Linked DNA regions of Mus musculus: regions 2 and 3 are each linked to region 1. The links are chromatin contacts, called in public HiChIP or PLAC-seq and promoter capture Hi-C maps. All regions are on one chromosome and are shown on one strand. Each heading gives the region's core, a stretch centred on a gene start, on an enhancer-like site or on the middle of the called end of the contact. The rest is flanking DNA. Distances are from core to core; before and after follow the strand shown. Region 1 holds the start of Lix1 (limb and CNS expressed 1). Region 2 holds the start of Pdcd2 (programmed cell death 2). Region 3 holds the start of Chd1 (chromodomain helicase DNA binding protein 1).

Region 1 (3,390 bases), core at 245-2,744:
AAGGCAACATTTTTTTTTTTAAACTGAGAAAGAAAGTAGCTTTCATTTTATGCCTTAGAGGACAGATTGGTTACAATTTAATTTCTAAGAGGGAAGTTTTATAGAATAAAGAGGCCAGACATTTCTTTCTCTCTCTGTCTCTCTCTCTCTCTTTCTCTCTCTGCTTTTTTTTCATCACACATATGAGAAATACAAGCTTCAGGGACATCTGGAAAGGGGCATTATTCACTAATCAGAAAGCAGAATCCAAACCACTGATACTTTGATGGAGACACACATCACTAGAGTCACAAGAAAGGAAGCTGTAACGTATTGCAGGCTAAAAACATTCCATATGCATTTTCACCTTTTGGGCAGATCCAAAGAGCAATTCTATTCCAGAAGCCCTTTGTAATCTGACACCCACTGTAGATAAGATACACTATGAAGATAGTCTGTTTTGCAGCAGCGAGAAATCAAATTGGTTCCAGAAGCGAACTTATATGACAAATGGTTTAATAGTATTGCTGGAATTGTAAAGATTGGCTGAATTATTTTTCATAATCATTTTAGAAAAAGATTTAAAAATAACTTTGCCATGCCATGTGGGGGTGGGGGTGGGGATGTCGGGAATGAGGCTGAAGTTAGAAGGCATCACATTTTATTGGCATTATAATTTGCTATTAAAATTTAGGAGCTCAGTGGTTAAAATTAAATTTTGTTTGCTACAATACTTTTAGATAAAACAATACCTGATTTAATGTGTCTAGTTATGGTGTGAAAGATTAAATAGATGAACAACGAGCAGTGCATTTTTTAATTATCATTTCCAAGTTATTTTTAGTTTTCATTGAGTTCCACTCAGCTTTGTTTTATTTAAAAAGCATCTGGAAAAGATCATTAAGACTTGGCAGGTTTTAGACTTTAGAAAAAGTCATCTACACAGTACTGTCTTGGCAAAACAGCCCAGAGTCTTGTGGGCGTAGGTAAAAGGAAAGCCTTCTCCTGGCTGAAGTCGGGAACAATTTAAATATTGCTTAGCCCACAGAACACGACTACAAAGATCTAGCAGAAATCGTAGTTAAACAAGATGTGACTAGACACTTAGGACTATTTTCTAAAAAGTCAGGGGGGGAAAAAAGGTTTTTTTTTTTTTTTTTCCTTCAGTACTTACAGTCTTTGAAGACCAAAGCCGGGTCTCTGTGAGGCAAGGCTTGGGCAATGATGTGCCTCAGAGATTCCAAGGTTCTGTCCATCTCGAGTCTGCCTGTGCAAGCCTCCTGCACAGTCTCCTCATGCCTGAATTCTTGCAGCTCTGGACTGAATTTGTGCAGCTCATTGATGCAGTGGATTACTAAAGAATCCCTTTTAACATCTGCCAATCAGACATTTCCCAGAATCTAAAGACCCTCAGGGCCCTCCTCTCAGGCTCACTTATCTTTGTTGTATGCTGAGCTAATTAGCCTGAAAGGCTGGCTGACAGGCTGGTTCCCATGGCTTCGTTCTGTTAAACACACCCACCTACAGGCAGGCTGGGGAAGCTCAGTCATCATGAGAACAGATTTCTTCTCCAACCAGATTTTGCCTGGATGCTGTGCTGCCTTCCCATTTGGGCATTTCTTTCAGCCTTCCTTCTTTAAATGTGCTGCCCCCGGAATAGGTACTCAAGAAGGCATCGTCCTGCAGGTTCCTAAATTACAAGGGGAAGGCTTGGGACTGCCATCATTGAATAACCACTACAACCAACAATCTAAATTCCCCTTTGGGAAAGAGGAACTATAAAGATTACGATTAGAGTGAGATAATGCATTATTTCTGAAATCAGAATCCTCCCTGCAATGACAGTCACTTCTGGTGAGCAGTAGCAAGCAATCCCTAGTGAACTCTTTTATACTTTGCCTGACCATATTTCTTTTTCTGTTACCCTCCAAGACAAATCGTTCCCAAGATTGACTTTAATTAATCCTGATATCATTCTCTCATAATTTATTCTGTTAAAAATTTAATGGTGAGATCTGGAGAAATGGCTCAGGGTGTCAGGACTCTTGTGAAAGCAAGAGAACTTAGTTCAAATTCCTGGCATGTAAGTGAAAGCAGGACATGGTTGCATATACATGGCTGCATGTACAGGTAACATTAGGGTCCGGAAGCTGAGACAGGTGGCTCCCAGGACATGTCTACCAGTCAATTTGGCAAAAATGGGTAGCTTCATATTCTCTGAAAGATGCTGTTTCAAAAACTAAGGTGGAGAGTGATAGAAGCTATCTACTATCATTCTCTGGAATGCTCTTACATACACACCTGCATAGACTACAGACACTACAACTACCACCACCACACCACCAGCCCACCACCACCACCAGCAACACCAAAAACAACAGCAGCAACAACAGTGACAAGAATTTCTATCGACTAAGAGCAAAAAGCAATACCTTTAAAAGAAAAGTTTAATAGAAAGTTATTAAAAGAACTCAGCAAATGAGACTCTTTCCTATCTCTACAGATCCGTACACATGTGTAAAATAACACTTTGACAAGAGACAAACATGTCATGTGATCACATATCACACTTCAGGAATATGTAATATCAGAAACAAACGAACCAACTTTACTAGCTGTATGCTCTTGTTGTTGAGGCGCTGTGAAGGACTTTGCTGCTTCATTTGAAGTTTTTTTTTTTTTTTTACACAGAACTCACAGATTGTTGTCTCATGTTCCTTCCAATCTTCACATTCCATTATTGTGAAACTAATTCTTTAAAGACTATATAAATAGAATGTCTTTCATGTGATCAATTTCTTCAGCTAGTTGTAGAAGGGTGGGCTTAATAAAAAACAGAGAAGGAAAAAGTAGCAGTGATAATAAATGCTATTATAATGATTATTCCTTGACAAATACCCACAGGAAATTTAGGCCACCCAGAGAAGAAATTCAGGATTGTCACATAGACAAAATGAAATGATACATAGATCTATTTATAGTTCATATATATGCTTGAACCTCATGTGAAGAGACTTACTTTGGGTCACAAAGTATGCTATATATGCCTTGCATCAAATTGTGAGCAGCAGGCATGAATGCTCACATGTGTGTTTGTGTGTGTGTGTGTTGCTGAAGACCAAACCCAGAGACTTGTACAGGCTTGGCAATTTATCTATCATTGAGCAATAACTTCAGGCCAGAAAAAAGTTACTGTCTGTAGTCTAAGAATTTTATTTTATTTATTTGTTTGTTTGTTTTTCGAGACAGGGTTTCTCTGTGTAGCCCTGGCTGTCCTGGAACTCACTTTGTAGACCAGGCTGGCCTCGAACTCAGAAATCCACCTGCCTCTGCCTCCCAAGTGCCCGGCATCCAAGAATTTTAAATTCATTTTTTTTTATTTTGTGAAAAGAGGTTCTTAGTTTCAAAAAT
Region 2 (3,390 bases), core at 536-3,035, 1.9 Mb after region 1:
GTGTCTGAAAGAAAAAGGGAAGTGGAGGAGGATTTAAAGTTACCTTAAATTGAGCAAGATCACAAGCATGCTCTTTAACTCAGCAAGTTCAGAAATAGGCTGACCCCTCTAAACTCCTCAGGAATGAAGCCTCCTATTTCACATAAATAAAATCTACTTGATTGTGTTGTTCAGCAAGGCCACTGATGTGCTCACTCTTCTGTCTTGGGTGGGCTTTATTTGGCTCTGCACGAACCAAGATGGGAACCCACTTCATTCAGTTCCATTACGAATATTGACGCAAAAACTACAGCTCTCACCTCAAAGGGAGTTAAAAGTTCATTCGGAGCCAAATTTGAATGATCGTAGCCCGGGAACATATATTCATGTCTTCCCAAGTACTATATGTTCCAGTGTGGAAGCACTTTCATGGAGTTTTTATAGTAACAGAACAAAAAGGAAATTTGAAATCAAGGTATTTTAACAATGAATGCATTTGTGGAAACATTAAGTAGTTACAGAGGAATCTCAGTACAGACCTGAGACACCATCTGATAGCATTGTTAGCCTTTTGATTGGTGGAGAATAGCATTTTGTTAATACAGTCCAATAGTCTTTATCTGTTTATCAAGGTGTTAGGTCTGACACAAAAGCGGCCACTAAGGTATCTTTAAGGGGCTAAAGACAACCCAAGAGAAATAGTACCATTTCTAAAGATTCTAAACTCTTCAAAGTCAAAAAGTTTTATTAGTTAACCAGACTTTGTAGACAGCTCCTTTCCAGGAATTCTTGTTTACACTAGCCAAAAAACCCACTGTTGTTTTGTCTTTACATCTTGCTTCCTGTCTAAATCCAACACACAGGGCAGCGAGTATGGGAGCACCCAACTGTGTGAAGCAGAGCGCTATGATTTACGTTTGTTTCGAGTGCTCCTCCTCAACTGTATCCGGTCATCTTTCTCCTCCACCCCAGTTTTGAACATCCTTTAACTGCATGAGGACAGGTTTCAAGGGTCTGTGTGGGTTCGCCCCCAACCTCAATTCTTCCACAGGAGAACAGAGCCTCCCTTTGAAAGAGAAGATAAAAATAGCAAACTTCAACATTAATTATGATTGGCGACATTACTTAGGATGTATTCAGTTTCATAAAACTAAGATAAGAGAATAAGAAACTCTCTGTTCTGAGATAACAGAATAACCTAAACTGCTAACTTCTGCTTTGGGAAGCCTACTTGCCCCTTTCTCTTCCAAAGGAAGCACGCATTTGTTCTCCCTTAAGAAGTGACCACCACCAATATCCACTTAGCAAGTTCCATTTGCTAGAGAAACTGTCATAATAAAAATCTGAAAATTCAGCTTCTGTAAAACTTGCTCAGCTCCGGGAAAAACCTCTTTTGAAGCAGAGATTTTAAAAGACCACTCTAAGATAATCACAAAGATTATGACAATATCTAACGGCATAAACCATGAAATGTTTCTGATCCGGGCTGAGTCTCTTACCCAATAGCGAAAGGCTACAGCTGCGAACTAATTAAAGTTTGTCTTTTGTCCCCGAGTGCTGAGAATGCCCCCACTTCCCTCACTCCAACCTGAGGATCTACAACCGACACCCTAATCTCAGAGGTCTGAAGAGCTTCCGGCCTTCGGATCCCCAGAAACAGTGACAGTTCGATGGAGGTAGTCTTGCTCACCAGCGTCCTTTATTCACTTTTGCTTCCTGCCTATAGGGTTACCTCCAGTCCGGTCCCAGCTCGAGATCTGACCCCGCCTCCCGCCTTCCGGCCTAACACGTGACCGCCCTCTTCCGGCCTGGTGGCAGAGTCCTGCTGCGAGCATGGCTGCAGCCGCCCCTGGTCCTGTGGAGTTGGGCTTCGCCGAGGAGGCACCGGCCTGGAGGCTGCGCAGCGAGCAGTTTCCCAGCAAAGTGGGCGGGCGGCCCGCGTGGTTGGGCTTGGCGGAGCTGCCGGGGCCCGGGGCGCTGGCGTGTGCGCGCTGCGGCCGCCCGCTCGCCTTCCTGCTGCAGGTGTACGCACCGCTGCCGGGCCGGGACGACGCCTTCCACCGCAGCCTCTTTCTCTTCTGCTGTCGCGAGCCGCCGTGCTGCGCCGGCCTGCGAGGTGAGCGGCCGCCGGGACAGGACCCGGGCGAGGGTTGCCACGGGGGCTGAACCCTGGACGTAGGACGATCGGTTGGCGCGAGTGGTTGTATTCAGGTACCGGAATTGTCTTAGAATCGTGTCCCTTTCATCCTGGGCACGGACTCCTTAAAGCCAATTTCTCTTGTCAGACGGAACTCTTCCCGGGTTTAAAAGCTCTTTAGCTTTTATTTTTATTCCCTTTCATATAAAAACCGCCCCCCCACCCCGAAAGCAAAAACCTTAGGTTTTCCTTAAATGAGGTTTTATGAGGTGAAGCACCGAAAACGGTTCAAATGTTTCAATTATTTTGTTTCACGGAAAGATAATCTCACGTACCCCTTTCTCCTCTTCATTTCAGTTTTTCGTAATCAGCTACCAAGGAACAACGCATTCTACTCCTATGAGCCCCCTTCTGAAACAGAAGCTTTGGGTACGGAATGTGTGTGCCTCCAGCTCAAGTCTGGAGCCCATCTCTGTCGGGTTTGTGGTTGCTTGGCCCCTATGACATGCTCTAGGTGCAAACAGGCACATTACTGCAGCAAGGAGCATCAGACATTAGACTGGCGGCTGGGACACAAGCAGGCTTGTACACAGTCAGGTAAGACAACTTAGCCTTACCGTCTCTGTCAACTGAGGTACTCCAGTTTCTGGTTAAACTTGAAATTAGAAAACATACTTTAAAAGTTTTAGGAACTGGTAACATGAACACTTCGCTAATCTAAAACACAACCAGCTTTATTTTTTTATTAGATATTTTCTTTATATACATTTCAAATGCTATCCCGAAAGTTCCCTATACCCCCCCCCCCCCCCCCAGCCCTGCTCCCTTACCCACCCACTCCTGATTCTTGGCCCTGGTGTTCCCCTGTACTGGGGCATATAAAGTTTGCAAGACCAAGGGGCCTCTCTTCCCAGTAATGGCCGACTAGGCCATCTTCTGCTACATATGCAGCTAGAGACACGAGCTCTGGGGTACTGGTTAGTACAACCAGCTTTATTAACAGGTAGTATTATTAAGAGTAGTTAACCGTGGTCATGCAAAAAGCGTTACAATCACATTCATGCATCCCTGATCCGAATAATGAATTCTTAATTGTTCAGTGTCTTTGTAGACTGTATCTCTCCACTTTATTCATGCTTTTGTTGGTGTAAACAGATCTTTAGTGTTAGGTATTGTGTATAATATCTAATACTTAAGAACAAGCAAGTGCTAACAGTTGTTACTCAGCTCGTAGTGGTGGTGCCTATCTGTGGTCCTGGCACTCGAGTGCCAGC
Region 3 (3,390 bases), core at 618-3,117, 1.7 Mb after region 1:
GAAGGCCCAGACGCCTTTCACGTACAAGAACTAGGCATCTATTAAGTGCATTCTTGCTTGCTAGGACTTAGCCTGCCACTGCTAGTGCTGTTTTGACAGAAGAGCAACAAACTTTCCAGACTAATTACTACTGTGTAGCACTATTTATATAGATTCCTAAAACAAAGTAACATATACATACTCCCAAAGAGGAGAAAATGCTACTCGGTAACTTCGACAAACAAACGACGAGAGGGTAAGGGTTATGTTTACTGAAGCACTAACTCCTATTACTAAGAACTTCATATCCAGCTAAGGAAAGTTTTTAAATGTTCATTCGGAAAAGAGAGTAATAAAAGGTTATCATGATCTTAGCAAAACTACAAACGTCAAAACAGACAGTTTTTACCAGGTAAACCAATGGTAGAGTGGAAAAAAAAATTATATACCCAGTAAGGTACTTAAGACGCCTTGAAAAAAAACATAAAAAGGCAATACAAAGAATACACACTGTATCTTATTTTCAAGGCAAACGACGGGGACGGGGGTGGGGAGCAAGACAATATTTCCACCTCTCAAGATTTCCGCCAGAGCACTAGAGTCACCTACAAGCCAACCACGAATAAACAAAGGAGATCTCTGGCAGGGGAGGGAGAGGAAGAAGCGGGGGAAGGAGACGTCAGATCCTTCCCCAGCCAGAAAGTACCACCAAGACACACTCGGGACGCAACAGAGTTGTCCTCCGACTCCAGCAGAGACTTAACTGATTATTTCCACTCCAAAGAACAGAGGGGCCAAACAGGCTGCTGCCACCTCCGCCCGGGGGGCCGACTCTGCACCTGGATCAGGATTTCCAACCTGCAGAGCTCAGTCTCCATACCTCTGGGAGAACAGGTCACCTAAGATCCACAGCACTCAACAGTAATTCCTAACGTTAACTATTAATTCCAGCCCCGGTGAAACCGGCCGAAGTCCTCCACCTCCTCTCCGCAAAGTCTGCGCTGAGAAAGTTCACTCGCCTAGGCGCTTTCCCTTTCACCTTCCTCTCGCCCCTCAAGATGGCTTTCCCCGTCCGCTGGACTTCCTTTCCAGCCTCGCCTCCTTTCTCCGTCCGGCCCTAAGTTCTCCTCCGAGCGCCCGGACTCCGGACGCTCCCGCGTCTCAACAATAAGAGCCCCCGAAGTGGCCAGGGCTCCCTCTGCAGCCTCCTTCCCCGCCTGGCAGTTGCCGGGCTCCCGGCTAAGTTTGCCGGGCGGCGCCGCGCGGGGCCGCTGCACCTTCTCCCCGCAGCCGGGCGCCGCGGCCTCCTTCCCGCCTCCCGCTCCCGCAGCCCCGCCGCGCGCCCTCCCGGGCTCGCCCGGCCACCGCCCCCTCCCCCCCACCCGCCCCGCGCTCCCACGTGCTGGTCCCCTCCGCGCGCCGGGCAGCGCCGCCAGGCCGCTGAGGATGCGCCGGGCCGCTCTCCCACGCCCCCGGCGCCGCGCCGGGCCTCGCGGGCCTCGCCCGCTCCCGGCCTCCCCGGCCTCGCCGACCCGTCCTTACCGGCGGGCACAGGGCGAAGGGTGGCGCGGGCCGGCGCCTCGGGCGGAGGATGCCCCGCGCGGGGGCCCGCGATCCTGGATGCCCAGGCCGCGGGACCCGCGCCGCGGACGGCAGAGGGGGAGGGGAGGCAGCGGGCGGAGACGCGCGGAGCTGGGGAGCGGGTCCGACGATCAGTTCATCTCCGGGCGCCCGGGCCGAGCGGGAAGTACCGAGGGCGCCTCCTCCGTCCGCGCTCCCGCCCCGCCGCTTATCGGCCGCCGGCAGCCGCCATGACGCCAAGACCGCGATCGAGCGCAACCGTCTCCGCCGCGCGGCGCCGCCGAGGTCGCTGTCGCCTCCGCCTCCCGAGCGACGTCACCGCCTCGGTTCACTCCCCTTCCCGGCGCGCGGCGGCGGCGCGCACGCCCGGCCTTTCCGCCGACGCGCGGGGGCGGGGCGGGGCGGGGCGGGGCGCCGAGGTGGTGCACGCCCCTCGGGGAAAGCCACCGAGTCCAGCCCAGGCTCGGCCTTCGCACTCGTAACCGGCGCTACCCCTGGCGTTCGTGGGGCTCCCGGGGATGGGCGCTCTGGTCACGGCACGGATGCGCAGGGATCCAGAGCGGGGGCCCAGGACTGCCTGCGGTGGGGGCCGGCCGCGCGCGCCGGGTGTCCGGAGTCCGGTCGGAGCTGCTGCGTCACCCGGGCAGCTAGAGAACTATTGGGCAACCTAGTCGCCTCCCGCTGCGATCTTTGCCTGGGCGACCAGCGACTAAGTCTCCTCCCGGGCGGGGCTTTAGTGAAAGAGAGAAAATAGAGTTCGAGCTGCTGACCTCCCAGGACGCTCCTTGATTCGTGTGTGGGTGGCCCATGCCTGGTTCATAAAAGAACTTTTACAACTGTGCCTGCCTAGATCGCTCCCTGGAATGCGGGTGGAAGGGTGCCGTGCGGAATCGGAACTGGAGGGGCGTTGGTAACTGGATCTAAGGTGCTGCAGCTTAGTTGACAGTTACTGTCATTACTGTATCCGCAGGCCTCAGTATGTCGAAGCAGAATCTCTTCAAGCGTGGTGATGTAGCAATCTATGTACGGTTTTCAATTTTGTTTTTATTATGCTTTTTGGTTTTGAAAGAGCGTTTTATTATGTAGCCCAGGGTGGCCTCAGGGTGATCCTTCGAAGTTTAGGCATTACAGGCAGGCGTGTGCCATCACCACAAGGCTGACTGTTTTTGCAAGGATTTGGAACTTTGTTTGCTTACTTGTTTTTAAATCAAAATTCTTTCTGATTTCATTACCTGGCCTGCAAATAAAAGATTCTTTAAAGACAGTATACAAAGCCAGGCTGGTCTTCCACTTCTCCATCTCCCTGCCTCAGCCTCCGGAGTGGTAGTAAAGGAATTGCTGGTGTACCCACCTTGTGGGTCTAACTTTTTAAAGTTTTCAACTTACTTTTTGAAGTTGCATTTTCTGTAGAGACCTCTCCTTCGAAGTCAAATGAGTTTGGCTGCCATAATATCTCCAAATGATTCTTAAGCTATTTGGGAAATTTCTAATGAAAATTTAAACTTTGCCCGGCGGTGGTGGCGCACACCTTTGATCCAAGCACTTGGGAGGCAGAGGCAGGCTGATTTCTGAGTTCGAGGCCAGCCTGGTCTACAAAGTGAGTTCCAGTACAGCCAGGGCTACACAGAGAAACCCTGTCTCGAAAAACCTAAAAAAGAAAGAAAGAAAGAAAGAAAGAAAGAAAGAAAGAAAGAAAGAAAGAAAGAAAGAAAGAGAAAGGAAAGGAAAGGAAAGGAAAAAAAGAAAAGAAAAGAAAAGAAAAGAAAAGAAAAGAAAGGAAGAAAATTTAAACTTGGAGCTTTATGTTTTGAATAAGATCATAATATACTT

Evidence for each region. HiChIP or PLAC-seq counts read pairs in DNA pulled down with a chosen protein or histone mark. Capture Hi-C pulls out chosen DNA fragments and counts their contacts.
Region 2: a promoter capture Hi-C map of adipose tissue shows a contact between it and region 1, with 2.6 times the contacts expected there. The contact joins the promoter of Pdcd2 here to the promoter of Lix1 in region 1. A contact is called at or near these places in 4 of 39 promoter capture datasets (cranial neural crest, frontonasal cranial neural crest, maxillary cranial neural crest and 1 more), 1 of 115 datasets of contacts at active chromatin or transcription factors (embryonic forebrain) and 1 of 9 other capture datasets (adipose tissue).
Region 3: an H3K4me3 HiChIP or PLAC-seq map of embryonic forebrain shows a contact between it and region 1, with 9 times the contacts expected there. The contact joins the promoter of Chd1 here to the promoter of Lix1 in region 1. A contact is called at or near these places in 3 of 39 promoter capture datasets (the C10 cell line, cranial neural crest and second pharyngeal arch cranial neural crest), 1 of 484 Hi-C or Micro-C datasets (B cells) and 4 of 115 datasets of contacts at active chromatin or transcription factors (astrocytes, embryonic forebrain, embryonic hindbrain and 1 more).

Annotation. Positions count from the first base shown.
Region 1 is chr17:17,400,790-17,404,179 of GRCm38.p6, reverse strand. Lix1 (limb and CNS expressed 1) reads right to left here and starts at 1,494. Exons shown (of 6, transcript NM_025681.2): 1 at 1,154-1,494. The coding sequence starts at 1,235.
Region 2 is chr17:15,525,696-15,529,085 of GRCm38.p6, reverse strand. Pdcd2 (programmed cell death 2) reads left to right here and starts at 1,785. Exons shown (of 6, transcript NM_008799.2): 1 at 1,785-2,095; 2 at 2,474-2,713. The coding sequence starts at 1,813.
Region 3 is chr17:15,703,444-15,706,833 of GRCm38.p6, reverse strand. It overlaps Chd1 (chromodomain helicase DNA binding protein 1), which reads right to left and starts at 1,867. Exons shown (of 36, transcript NM_007690.3): 1 at 1,522-1,867. It overlaps 5830433I10Rik (a long non-coding RNA gene), which reads left to right and starts at 1,457. Exons shown (of 2, transcript XR_001782213.2): 1 at 1,457-2,520.